Linked DNA regions of Sus scrofa: all the other regions are linked to region 1. The links are chromatin contacts, called in public HiChIP or PLAC-seq maps. All regions are on one chromosome and are shown on one strand. Each heading gives the region's core, a stretch centred on a gene start, on an enhancer-like site or on the middle of the called end of the contact. The rest is flanking DNA. Distances are from core to core; before and after follow the strand shown. Region 1 holds the start of IL17C (interleukin-17C). Region 2 holds the start of SNAI3 (zinc finger protein SNAI3). Region 3 holds the start of ZC3H18 (zinc finger CCCH domain-containing protein 18).

What was found. HiChIP or PLAC-seq counts read pairs in DNA pulled down with a chosen protein or histone mark.
Region 2: an H3K27ac HiChIP or PLAC-seq map of alveolar macrophages shows a contact between it and region 1. The contact joins the promoter of SNAI3 here to the promoter of IL17C in region 1. A contact is called at or near these places in 1 of 5 promoter capture datasets (liver), 1 of 47 Hi-C or Micro-C datasets (liver) and 1 of 2 datasets of contacts at active chromatin or transcription factors (alveolar macrophages).
Region 3: an H3K27ac HiChIP or PLAC-seq map of alveolar macrophages shows a contact between it and region 1. The contact joins the promoter of ZC3H18 here to the promoter of IL17C in region 1. A contact is called at or near these places in 3 of 47 Hi-C or Micro-C datasets (embryonic fibroblasts, fetal heart ventricle and skeletal muscle) and 1 of 2 datasets of contacts at active chromatin or transcription factors (alveolar macrophages).

The regions. Positions count from the first base shown.
Region 1 is chr6:1,023,875-1,027,589 of Sscrofa11.1, forward strand. It overlaps IL17C (interleukin-17C), which reads right to left and starts at 1,299. Exons shown (of 3, transcript XM_021093667.1): 1 at 1,244-1,299; 2 at 622-935; 3 at 1-325. The coding sequence starts at 1,246. The coding sequence ends at 64.
Region 2 is chr6:987,621-991,035 of Sscrofa11.1, forward strand. It overlaps SNAI3 (zinc finger protein SNAI3), which reads left to right and starts at 1,355. Exons shown (of 3, transcript XM_021093663.1): 1 at 1,355-1,488. The coding sequence starts at 1,413.
Region 3 is chr6:1,079,600-1,082,946 of Sscrofa11.1, forward strand. ZC3H18 (zinc finger CCCH domain-containing protein 18) reads right to left here and starts at 1,942. Exons shown (of 18, transcript XM_021093665.1): 1 at 1,746-1,942.

The DNA.
Region 1 (3,715 bases), core at 49-2,548:
ACAAGTAGGACAGGCCTCTCTGGAGAGAGCCTCCACCGGCCCGTCGGGGAGCCGAGTCAGTGGTCACTGGACAGACCTGGGCAGGACACAGGTACAGCCCACGGGCACGCGGATGAACTCGGCGTGGAAGGCGAAGGCCCCGGGCGTGGGCGCCCCCGCGGCATCCCGGGAGCAGGGCTGGCGGCGCAGCACCAGCAGGCTCTGGGTCAGGGGCACGGAGTTGAGCGCGGCGGTCTCGCGGCCCGTCTTGGTGCTGATGCAGCCCTTGCACAGGCACTCGGCGAAGGCCAGCTTCTGCGGGTAGCGGCTCTCATCCGTGTCCACACTGCGGGCCAGATGGGGAGTCAGCGCCGGTGGGTGGCCAGTGCCTCCCGACCCGCCCGCAGCCCCATGGCTGCCCCTACCCGCCTGGCCTTGCGGCGCAGAAGCCGGCCCCCTGCCCAGCCCAGCGCCCTGCAGGGGCGTGATGGGGCCCCGGGGTCCGAGGGCCGGCTGAGTCAGAGACCCGGCTGGAGAAGCTCAGCTGAGGGGCCCCGGCCCGGCGCTGCCCAGTTAGCGGCAAAGGCACCGAGGCTTGGGGGGCCCTGGGGGACCCCCACCCAGGGCACGCCCCACGCTCACCGGTATCTCCAGGGAGAGATGGAGCGCTGGTGGATGTCTGCTTCCAGCACCTCTTCGGGCTGCAGAACCTGGCACTGGATCCCGCCCGGGGACCCCGCCTGTCGCTTCCTGCGGCCTGCCGCCTCCAGGCTGGACACCAGGGCTACCGGCAAAGCCTGCTCCCACTTGGCAGCTCGAGCCAAAAGGTGTGGGGGGGCGTGGCCCAGGGACAGCTCCTCCGCCGAGTAGCAGCGCGGGGCCCCCGCCCGGAGTTGGAGGCTGTGGCGAGCCAGGCAGGCGGGCAGCCAGGCCAGAAGCAGGAGGCCAGGAGAGAGCTGGGGGATAGAGGGTGGGGGGTCAGGAGACCCTGGGAGGGGCCACCTCACTGCCAGCGCGCTCGCTCTGCTCCCTGTGGAAAGCCCACCCCCCCCCACAGTTGGGGAAACGGAGGCCCTGGGGCCTCTAGCCCCTCAGCCCCGCGCTCCGCTGCGCACCCGGGCTCCTGGGTCCTGGCTCCCGTTTCTCCCAACGTTGAAGGCCTTCCTGAGCCTTCTCCCAACATCCTCAGCCCGGAGATCAGCCAACCAGCAACCGCTCAGGGCCAGGGGCACCGTCCCGGCAGGGCGCGGGGCAGGAAGCTCACCATCGCGGCGGCGGCTGGGCTCTGAGCGCGTGTGCCCTGGCGGCTGCCCCGGCTGCTGCCGGCTCCTGGTGCCCTTTATACCTGCGGCCACACCTGGGGAAAATCCAGGCACCGCTTCCTCCTCGGGAAGCGCCTGGCTCCTCTTCCTCCTCCCGCCCTGCAAGTGTCCCCTCCCCCGGCCCAGGGTGGGCCCATCTCCCAGTCCTCCTTCCTCCTTGGCACCCCACCCAGTGGGACCCTGGCCCGGGTCAAGTCCTTGCAAATGGGGCTGGGGATGGACCCAGCCTGGGCGATACTCTTGAACCTTCTGTGAAAGGGTTTCCGTCTAAGCGCCCTCCTGCAGCTTGCTTCTTTGATTCAACTTGTCTGTTGTGCTGTTTGGTCCGGGTGCCTGGGGCGGTGACCTGGGGCGGGTGGGGTGGGCCCTCCGTTGTGCTGCTGCCCAGTCTTCCGCCAGGGCTGGTCCCCCGTCCCCTCTCTGTCAGGTGCACGTCTGCATCTGCCTCCTCCTGCCCACACGGGGGAGCTTCCAGCAGAGCCTGGGGGCTGGGGGCCTGTGAGCGACCCCAGGTTTCTACGTTGGGCTGCTGTCATTTTATTCAACACAACTGTAAGTCTGGGTGGAGGGGGTGACAACGCCTCGGAAACTTTAAAGCATGGTGCACCCTAAGAAGCTTGCTAAGGAGGTGCCAGGAGTCCACCTGTGCCCACTCAGTGCTCCTGCCTGGGGTGCTGCCTTTGTTAGCCTAAAAAGCACACAGACTGAGCCCAGGCCTGCAAAGCGCTGAATCACCCTGGGGTGGGCCCACCACCCTCCAAGGCTGAGGGCCCTGGCTGGCCTGGTCCTCTTGTCTGTGCCCCGTCCGGCAGAGGAGAGCCAGGGCGTGGAGGTCTCCCCTCCTGCAAGCAGGAGCCGTGGACACCATCAAGGTGCAGGCAGTGTCTAAGTTGGGAAGCGCAGACCCCGGGACAGGGAGGCGCCTGAGGGCACTGAAGGGCCTGCCGAGCCCTGGTCTGGAGGAAACGTTCTCGTGGCCGGCGTGCGTCCGCAGCGCGCCCCTGTTTCTTCCTGACAGACGCTGGCTAGTGGTACACGGGGTCCCCAGGCTGCTCCCGCCTGCCTCGGCCCTGCCCACAGCCATCCTCGCTTCCTGCAAGGGGGCAGCAGCCTTGCAGGCTCTCCCCCCACGGGCTCAGGACAGGAGCTCAGCCTTTCACAGCTCTGGAGGCCAGGGGTGTCGGCCCGGCTGGTTCTTTCTGGGTCTCTGCCTCTCTCTCGCCTTCCGGTGGCACCTGGTGTTCCCTGGCTTGTAAACACATCAGCGCAGCCTCTGCGTGCCTCGCCCTGCTGTCTCTCCTGTGTCTCCTGAGAACACCCCTCTAACCCAGGCCAGTCTCACGCCCTGCTCTTAATCCTGCCTGCGCAGGCCCTTCCCTCAGACAAAGCTGCAGTCCCCTGGGCACTGGGCTAGGACCGCAAGCTATGTGGGGGCACGACTGAGCTCTGATGGCAGCTGCCAGGCCAGATGCTCCCGCCCCAAGACCAGCTCTCAACGGAGCTGAGGCCTGCCTTCCTGCAGGGCCTCCACGGCTCCAAGTTCCATTCCCTCTTGCCCTGGCCCGGGAGGTAGTGAGCCCCCGGTGCCGACAGGTGGGTCAGCAGAGCAGGGCGCCCAAGCCTGGCACCGACCCCTGGGGGAGAACAGGGAGGGGGCAGGGTGTGTCTCTTTCCGAGGGGCTGAGGTTCAGCATTTTCTGTCTGTTCCCAACAGCCGAATAGGAGGTTGCGTCTGGGACAAACCCTGGGGCCAGGCCCCAGCCTCCTTCCTCCCTGGTACCCTTCTGTGGGGTCCTGGGGACAAGCTGCCTGAGGGCACCAGCAGCTTGGCTGGGGCCGGGGTCGCTGAGTGCCGGCCCGGAAGAACCCCAGGCGAGGCCCAGCCAGCGCCTCATTCCTGCGGGTGGCTGAGCCAAGCACACGAGCACCGTGTTGGGCAAGACTGGAAAGGAAGCTGCACGAGGAAGGCGTCTCGGAGGAGGTGTCCCAGAAGGCCCGCCCTCAAAGCACGCCCACCACACCCCGCCCACGGACCACACCCATTCACCCAGGCTCCGGGATCCCTGCTTGGGAAGATGCAGGACAAGGATGGAGGGTCAAGGAGTGGGAGGTGGGGGTGCAGGAGGGGGCTGGATGGAGACAGACCAGACAAAGGCAGAGTCAGAGGCAGATGGAAGGCAGGGGAGAGGGCACAGGGCAGAGCCAGGGCAGGAAGGCAGAAACACAGGGGACGCAGGGACAGACTCACCAGGCCAGTCCCTCTGGGTGCCTCTGATGTGGCCCAGCTAGTGGCTTAGAGCCCTTTTGGCCCAGGCTGGACAGGAGCATCCCAAGTGGGCCTGGGTTGGGAGGTGGCCTGCAGGAAGGGTTTGCTCCAGGCTCCTCCAGCTCCAGGCTGAGAACGATCTCCTGGA
Region 2 (3,415 bases), core at 105-2,604, 36 kb before region 1:
GGGCACCCGCAAGAGCGTCTCTCTGGGGACTGAGGACTCATCATGACCAGCGGCTGCACGGTGTGAGGCCAGGCAAGGAAGTTCAGCGTGGTGCAGGGCTGGCCCAGGTCCTGGCAGGGCTCTCTGTGTCTGAGCTGAGCCAGGAAAGGGAGGGAGGAAACAGACCAACAGCCTGCGAGGCCACAGGCTAGGTGAACAAGCAGCAAGCACCCGCCTACCCTCTGAAAACCACACTCGCGGCATCACGGGGCCAGGTCTCACCTGTGGGGCAGACCTGCGCCTTCTTCCGTGTGGGCACCACTGCCTGCACTGCCACGAGCCCTCACCAAGCGGCAGAGACCCGTGTGAGGCTGGAAGTGCCAGCCAGTGCCTAACGCCTCAGAGCCTGCTTTTTCTTCTGCAAACCTAAGACCCTGTGTGGCGTGGCCTCCCTCTCCACAGTTCTTCCGCAGACACACCACCGCCTCCACCTTGCCCCGGGGCCTCCAGGCGGCAGAGAGCACCAGGCTGCCACGAGGCACCAGGGCCTCTAAAGGCAGGCCTGCTGCACGGCCATGAAATCACCTGGTGGCTCTCAGGGGCCTGGTGCCCAGACACTGACCGCTGAACTCAGGCACCATCCACATCCAGAAAGGACGCGACACCCAGGCACGGCTCCCGCTTTGGGGCCCTGACGGACTCCAGGGGACAGGGAAGGAGGCGAGGCTGTCCCAGGTCAGCGGGCTGCTGCTGCGGGTACATGTGCTGCCCTGGGACTAAACGTCCCAGAACCACACGTCTGAACCCCCTGGAAATCTGGAATTCCAGGCCATGTCCTTTCCCCCACGGCATGAGCTTTTTGGCGGCCCGGGGCCAACTTCTGAAGCCCTGTCTCTCACCTGGAGAGGGCCCCTCTCCCCCAGGCGGGCTGACCGCCTGGGCGCCCCTCTGGCTGGTCAGCTGGGTCAGCACTGGTGCTCAGGGCTGGTACTCACCGCAACCACCGTCGCGAGTGTGCGCAGGAGGCGGGGGCGGGCGTAACCATCTGGAGCAGGGTTCTCTGAGGCTGGGCTTCACGGACGGACGCTCCCACCACGTGGGGCACGGAGCCGGGCTCGGCTGCCGCCCAGCCTTGACCTCTGCCCTTCAGTCCACGGCGAGTCGGTGCGCCAGGCGCCGGGGTCGGTGTGACTCGAGGCACACGCCAGGGAAGTCCCGTGGGTGGACGCGCAGCCCCGCGCTCCCTCCCCAGCAGCCCGCGCACCTGTCCTGGGCGTGGCCCGAAGCCCCGCCCCGCGGCCCCGCCCCGCCGCGGCCGCGCCGCGCGCTGGTTGGCTGATGAGGCGCGCCATGCTAATGACCTGACCCTCGCGGCACCTGCGGACCGCGCCGCCCGCGGGCTCCGGCGGCAGTGGGACCCGCGAGAGGGCACCATGCCGCGCTCCTTCCTGGTGAAGACGCACTCCGGCCACAGGGTCCCCAACTACGGGCAGCTGGAGACGCAGAGAGGTAGGGGCTGCGGGCTCCCTAGCCCCGCCCAGGCCTCAACTCTTGCAGGAGGGGCGAGGCCCCCTCTGAGCGGGGACACCTGCCCCAGGTGGGAGGAGGGAGCTGAGAACTTGGGACTGGAGGTAGGAAGGTGGCCTCCGGGCGCCTTGTCCACTTAAGGGGCCTCGGCCTCGAGTCGGGCAGAGTGGGCAGGGATTCCCTCTCCACTTAGAGAAGTTTTCGGGGCCCCCCCATCACTCTGGGGCTCTCCTCCGATGGCCTGGGGGCACCCATCCCAACGAAGGGGACCCAGAGCCCCCTGATGCAGGAGGGTGGAGAGGCCCAACAGGTGTTGTGGAGGGAGACGAAGCGAGCCCAGGCTCTCCCCCAAGGGCCACCCCAGAGCATCCTGGCTTGGGCGGTGAGTGGAAGGGACAAGCAGAGTGACCCAGAGGCCCTGGGGTGCCAAGGCCAGCTCATCCAGCTTTCCACGGGGCCCCTTCCAGTACTGCCCCAGCCCTCTGGGGGTCTCCTTCCCTCCAGCCCCCCTCATCCTTGAGAAGATTGTCCAGGGCAGCCTGGCCTAAAGGGCTGGGGTCTTCATCGAGTGGGGAGACAGGCATCCAGAAACCAGGACTGTGCCCTCATTCCCTCCCCTGTCAGCTCAGGGGCGGGAGGAGGTCCCAGGGCGAGGCCTCTCTAGAATGGACAGAGCCGCCCCCAGGTCTGCAGCTTCTCGGGGTAAAGACCTTCTGGGGACTGCTCAGTGACTTGGGGGAGACCGAGAGGGAAGAGGGACACTGCGGAGGAGGCCAGAGGACAGTCATGCAGTCCGTGCTGCCGCTCAGAGCTCCTTAGCCCTCTCAGGACTGGGATCCAGAGGGAGCCCAGGCTGCCACCAGGTGGCACCTTCTAGGACTGGGATCCTCAACTCAGCATATTGAAATTCAGCAGTCACCCCCAGCAATCTCCTAAAATAAAAAAGAGAGGCCAGGGCAGTGTTGGTGGTAAAGGAAACTTTGTTTCAGATGATGACACACACATATAGACTCAAAATACATAGAGAGGTGTGTGTGTATCATAGAAAATGTAACTTACGTGGGGCATAGCTTTCAAAGTTGAAAACCACTCTTTAGAGCCCAGCCACACAGTGCGTCCCACCTTACCACTGGAACGTGCCACGCAAATCCAGCATTTCTGCGAGGCCCAGAGATCGGGTCAGGAAACAGCCACAGGGCCCTTAGGGCTTGATGCCCCCCGCCCCTCCCAGCCCCAGCTTTCCGAGGGCCACATGGCCACGGGGATCCTCTTTCTGCCAGGCAGTTACCCCAGGATAGATCTGAGACACTGGATTTAGGGTCCCCCCCTCTCCATTTTCAATGGGTGCCCTTCTGATCTCCCCAGGGGACCTCTGAAGCCAGAGGGAACTTAAAAGTCTCTTCTCCCACAAACTAAGCTGCAGGATGAAAAGCCAAGCTAACCCAGAGATACACAGAAGCATTTTAAATCCTAGCAGAAGCAGAGCACCTGGCATGGTGCTCCCTCCGCCCCTCCCACTGGGTTGGCACTGGCCCCCAAGACAGGGTTTGGCTCCTGGTGATGCCCTGGCCAGGGAGTGGGTGAGCCACAGAGACTTGAGCAAGGTGACCTTGCCCTAGGGGAGCTTCCATGTGGAATGGGGGGCAGGGGTCCTAGACTCTCTGAGCACCCTAGTGCTGTATCTCCAGAAGCTCCTTGGACTTCATCTCGTAGAGGGGGTCACCATCCAGCCCCCACTTCTGGGAGGACAGGACCCCGCATGCTGCTGTTATAACCGGGCAGACTGGCGTGGAAGACGGTGAGGTCGGGAGAGCGTGAAGGATGGTGACCTGCCCTAGCCTTCCCGTGTCTCTGCACTGTCATCTCTACGGGTCTTTTTTCTTTTTTGGCCACACCTGAGGCATATGGA
Region 3 (3,347 bases), core at 692-3,191, 56 kb after region 1:
ATGAGGTTGCGGGTTTGATGCCTGGCCTCGCTCACTGAGTTAAGGATCTGGCGTTGCCATGAGCTGTGGTATAGGTCACAGACGCGTCTCGGATCTGGCATTGCTGTGGCGGTGGCGTAGGCCAGCAGGGCAGCTGTAGCTCTGATTGGACCCCTAGCCTGGGAATCTCCATATGCCGCGGGTGCAGCCCTAAAAAGCCAAAAAAAGAAAAAAAAAAAAAAAAAAAAAAAAAGAAAATGCAGAATCAGGAGTTCCCGTCGTGGCGCAGTGGTTAACGAATCCGACTAGGAACCATGAGGTTGCGGGTTCGATCCCTGCCCTTGCTAAGCGGGTTAACGATCCAGCGTTGCCGTGAGCTGTGGTGTAGGTTGCAGACGCGGCTCGGATCCCGAGTTGCTGTGGCTCTGGCGTAGACCAGTGGCTACAGCTCCGATTGGACCCCTAGCCTGGGAACCTCCATATGCCGCGGGAGCGGCCCAAGAAATAGCAAAAAAAAAAAAAAGACAAAAAGAAAATGCAGAATCATAACTTCATAGACTTAAAACATCCAAAGGAAGGATGTGTGGGTTGGTGACAGACACTGTCCCCAACCTGACCAAGCCTGACCCCAAATGACCCCTCAGGGAGGATGCACTCACTCACCTCGAGATGATCAGTGAAAAAGGAAAAAAAAAACAAACCCAAAAACTCTTCTGCTCTCGGGAACGATTCCACAAAGTTTTCATAAAATGTTTCACCATCTCCCACCTCAAATTGGAGAGGCTGAGGGGTTTTAACCTCTGGGACACATCTGAATGGTTTCAGAGCTGGCTGGGCTCCACACATGTGTTCAGACTGTAAAATCACTAGGAAAAGACTTCCTGTTGGGGAAATGGGAATCAGCCCAGGTCCAGACTCACCCTGAGAATCCCAATCTCCGCTCTGGGAAAGGACCACTCCAAAGGCAACGTGAAGATGAGAAACCAAGAGAGCCACTGCTGTGCCCCCAAAAGCCCTCTCCTTCCATTCTCCCCAAAGAGATCCGAAGGCTGATCTACTCTAACAGATGGAGCTGAACAGCTCACTTAAGATAATCGACCATTCTACCTGGCCAACTCAGCTGTCGTAAGAATTCAGGAAAACTTGAAGTTTTCGCAGGAGCAAAGCCGGAAGTCTTAAAGTCTGACGTCCCCCCAGCAATGACCCGGCATCCTTTGGGCTCCTTACCAAAGGAAAGGAAGTTTACTCCAAAGAGTGGCGCGCATCTTGGGGCGCAGCGCATAGGTCCAACCTGTGCCACCGGGAAGCCGAGGGGGCAAGTTCCAAGAGGCTCGAGAGAGTTCAAAGCTCCTGAAGAGCCCATCCCCAGTCCGGAGGGTGAGCCTGCGTGCCTCCTTCCGCCGCCCCCTCCCCCGGTCTTTGTAGGCGGCAAACACTGCCACGCGGATGTCCCGGAAGAGAAATGACAGCTTCGGGAGATCAACTCCACGGCGGGCGCGGAGGCAGCCGCCGTGCGCTCGGGCTAAAGGGTTCCAGGGTCCCCGGCCGGCTCGCAGCGAAAGGAGCGCAGGATCGTGCCTGAGTCAACGTCCTCTTCCTGGGGCTCGAGAACCACGCTTCGGCCGCGGGCAGCCTGGAGCGCTCCCCGGAGGCGGAGGCGGCGGGGCTCCCCGGCCTCCGCTCCGCGCCGCCGCCACGCTCCCCGCCCGGCCGCCTCGGCCTCCTCCTTCTACCCGCCCCGCCTCCGTGGTGGCGCCACCACTTACCTTACGAGAGCAGGGAGGGGGGGCCACGGCTCCGCGGAGGTCGGGGCGGCGTGGGGAAGTCGTCCCTCGACCCTTCCGCTCCTCACAGGCTCCGGCTTGAGGCGCGACGCGGGCGGAACAAACGGGCTCCACTACCCGCGGGGGCCGGCCATTGTGCGACGTCATCAGGCCGCGACGGTTGTCCTGCGGGCCGGGCGGGCTTACCTCTCTTGCCCCGCCCTCCGCCCGCTTCCTTCCGGCCTCCGCGCAGCTGCCTCCTCGCAGCCCCGCCCCCGCGGCGCGCGCCCGCCTGAACCCGACAGGACGCAGGCGCGGCCGAGGCCCCGCCTCCCGGGCGGGTCTCAGGACGCGCGCGCCGGCCGTCGTGCGGCTGGGAGAGCTTCCCGGGCCTCCGGGTCACGTGACGCGTGAGCGCCGGCGGGTTCCCGCCCCGCTGTGCGAGCTGCGCGCGGAGATGGGTCCCGGGGAGGTGGGGCGAAGAACTTACCTGCCCCCTTCCGGGTGGGGAGCTTCCGCGCAGGGGGGCTGCGCACCCAATCCAAAGTTAGTCCTTTCAGGGAAATGAGTTTATTTTATTTTTAATCTTTTCAGGGCGCACCCGCGGCTTATGGAAGTTCCCAGTCTAGGGGTCAAATCGGAACTGTAGCTGCCGGGCTACACCACAGCCACAGGAACGAGGGGGCAGAGCCGTGTCTGCGACCTGTAGCACAGTTCACTGCAGTGCCAGATCCTTAACCCACTGAGCGAGGCCAGGGATCGAACCTGCTTCCTCAGGAATGCTAGTCAGATTCCTTTCTGCTGAACCACGACGGGAACTCCAGGAAATGAGTTTAAATAACGAAGATTAAACTTTTTAAACTGTTTTGGGGGGATTAAATCCCCCCTTCCGTTAGATAGAATCAGTTCAAAACAAAATGATCATTTTCGAGATAGCGAGTTAAAATGTCAAAGCCTAGGAGTTCCCGTGGTGGCACAGCGGAAATGAATCTGACTAGGAACCATGAGGTTGGGGGTTTGATCCCCGGCTTCGCTCAGTGGGTTTACGATCCGGTGTTGCCGTGAGCTGTGGTGCAGGTCACAGACGCGGCTCGGATCTGGCTTGCTGTGGCTGTGTCGTAGGCGGCAGCTGTAGCTCGGATTAGATCCCTAGCCTGGGAACCTCCATCCTGAGGGTGTGGCCCTAAAAAAAAAAAAAAAGTCAAAGCTGAAACATTTGAAACTATTTCTGTGTAACTAAATAGCTATTGCTTTATCAAATATAACTGATCCAACACAAAACAATCATTTTTGAGATACTGAGTTTAAATGTCAAAGCTTAAACTTTTTAACTATTCCCAATGTTGTTTAAAGAGAAACAGCTCTGATTAGACCCCTAGCCTGGGAATTTCCATATGCCTTGGGAGTAGCCGTAAAAAGACAAAAGACAAAAAAATAAAAAATAAAAAAAATTTTTTTAAATTAAAAAAATGAAAACAACAGCCCCAAAATGGAGTCACTTATGCTAAGCCTAACCAGACTTCATGACTAATCTAATTGAAATTTCAGCCCCTCCCAGGAGTGGAAATTTAAATCCTTTAGTCTGGAGCTTTCTGGTCAGCACTA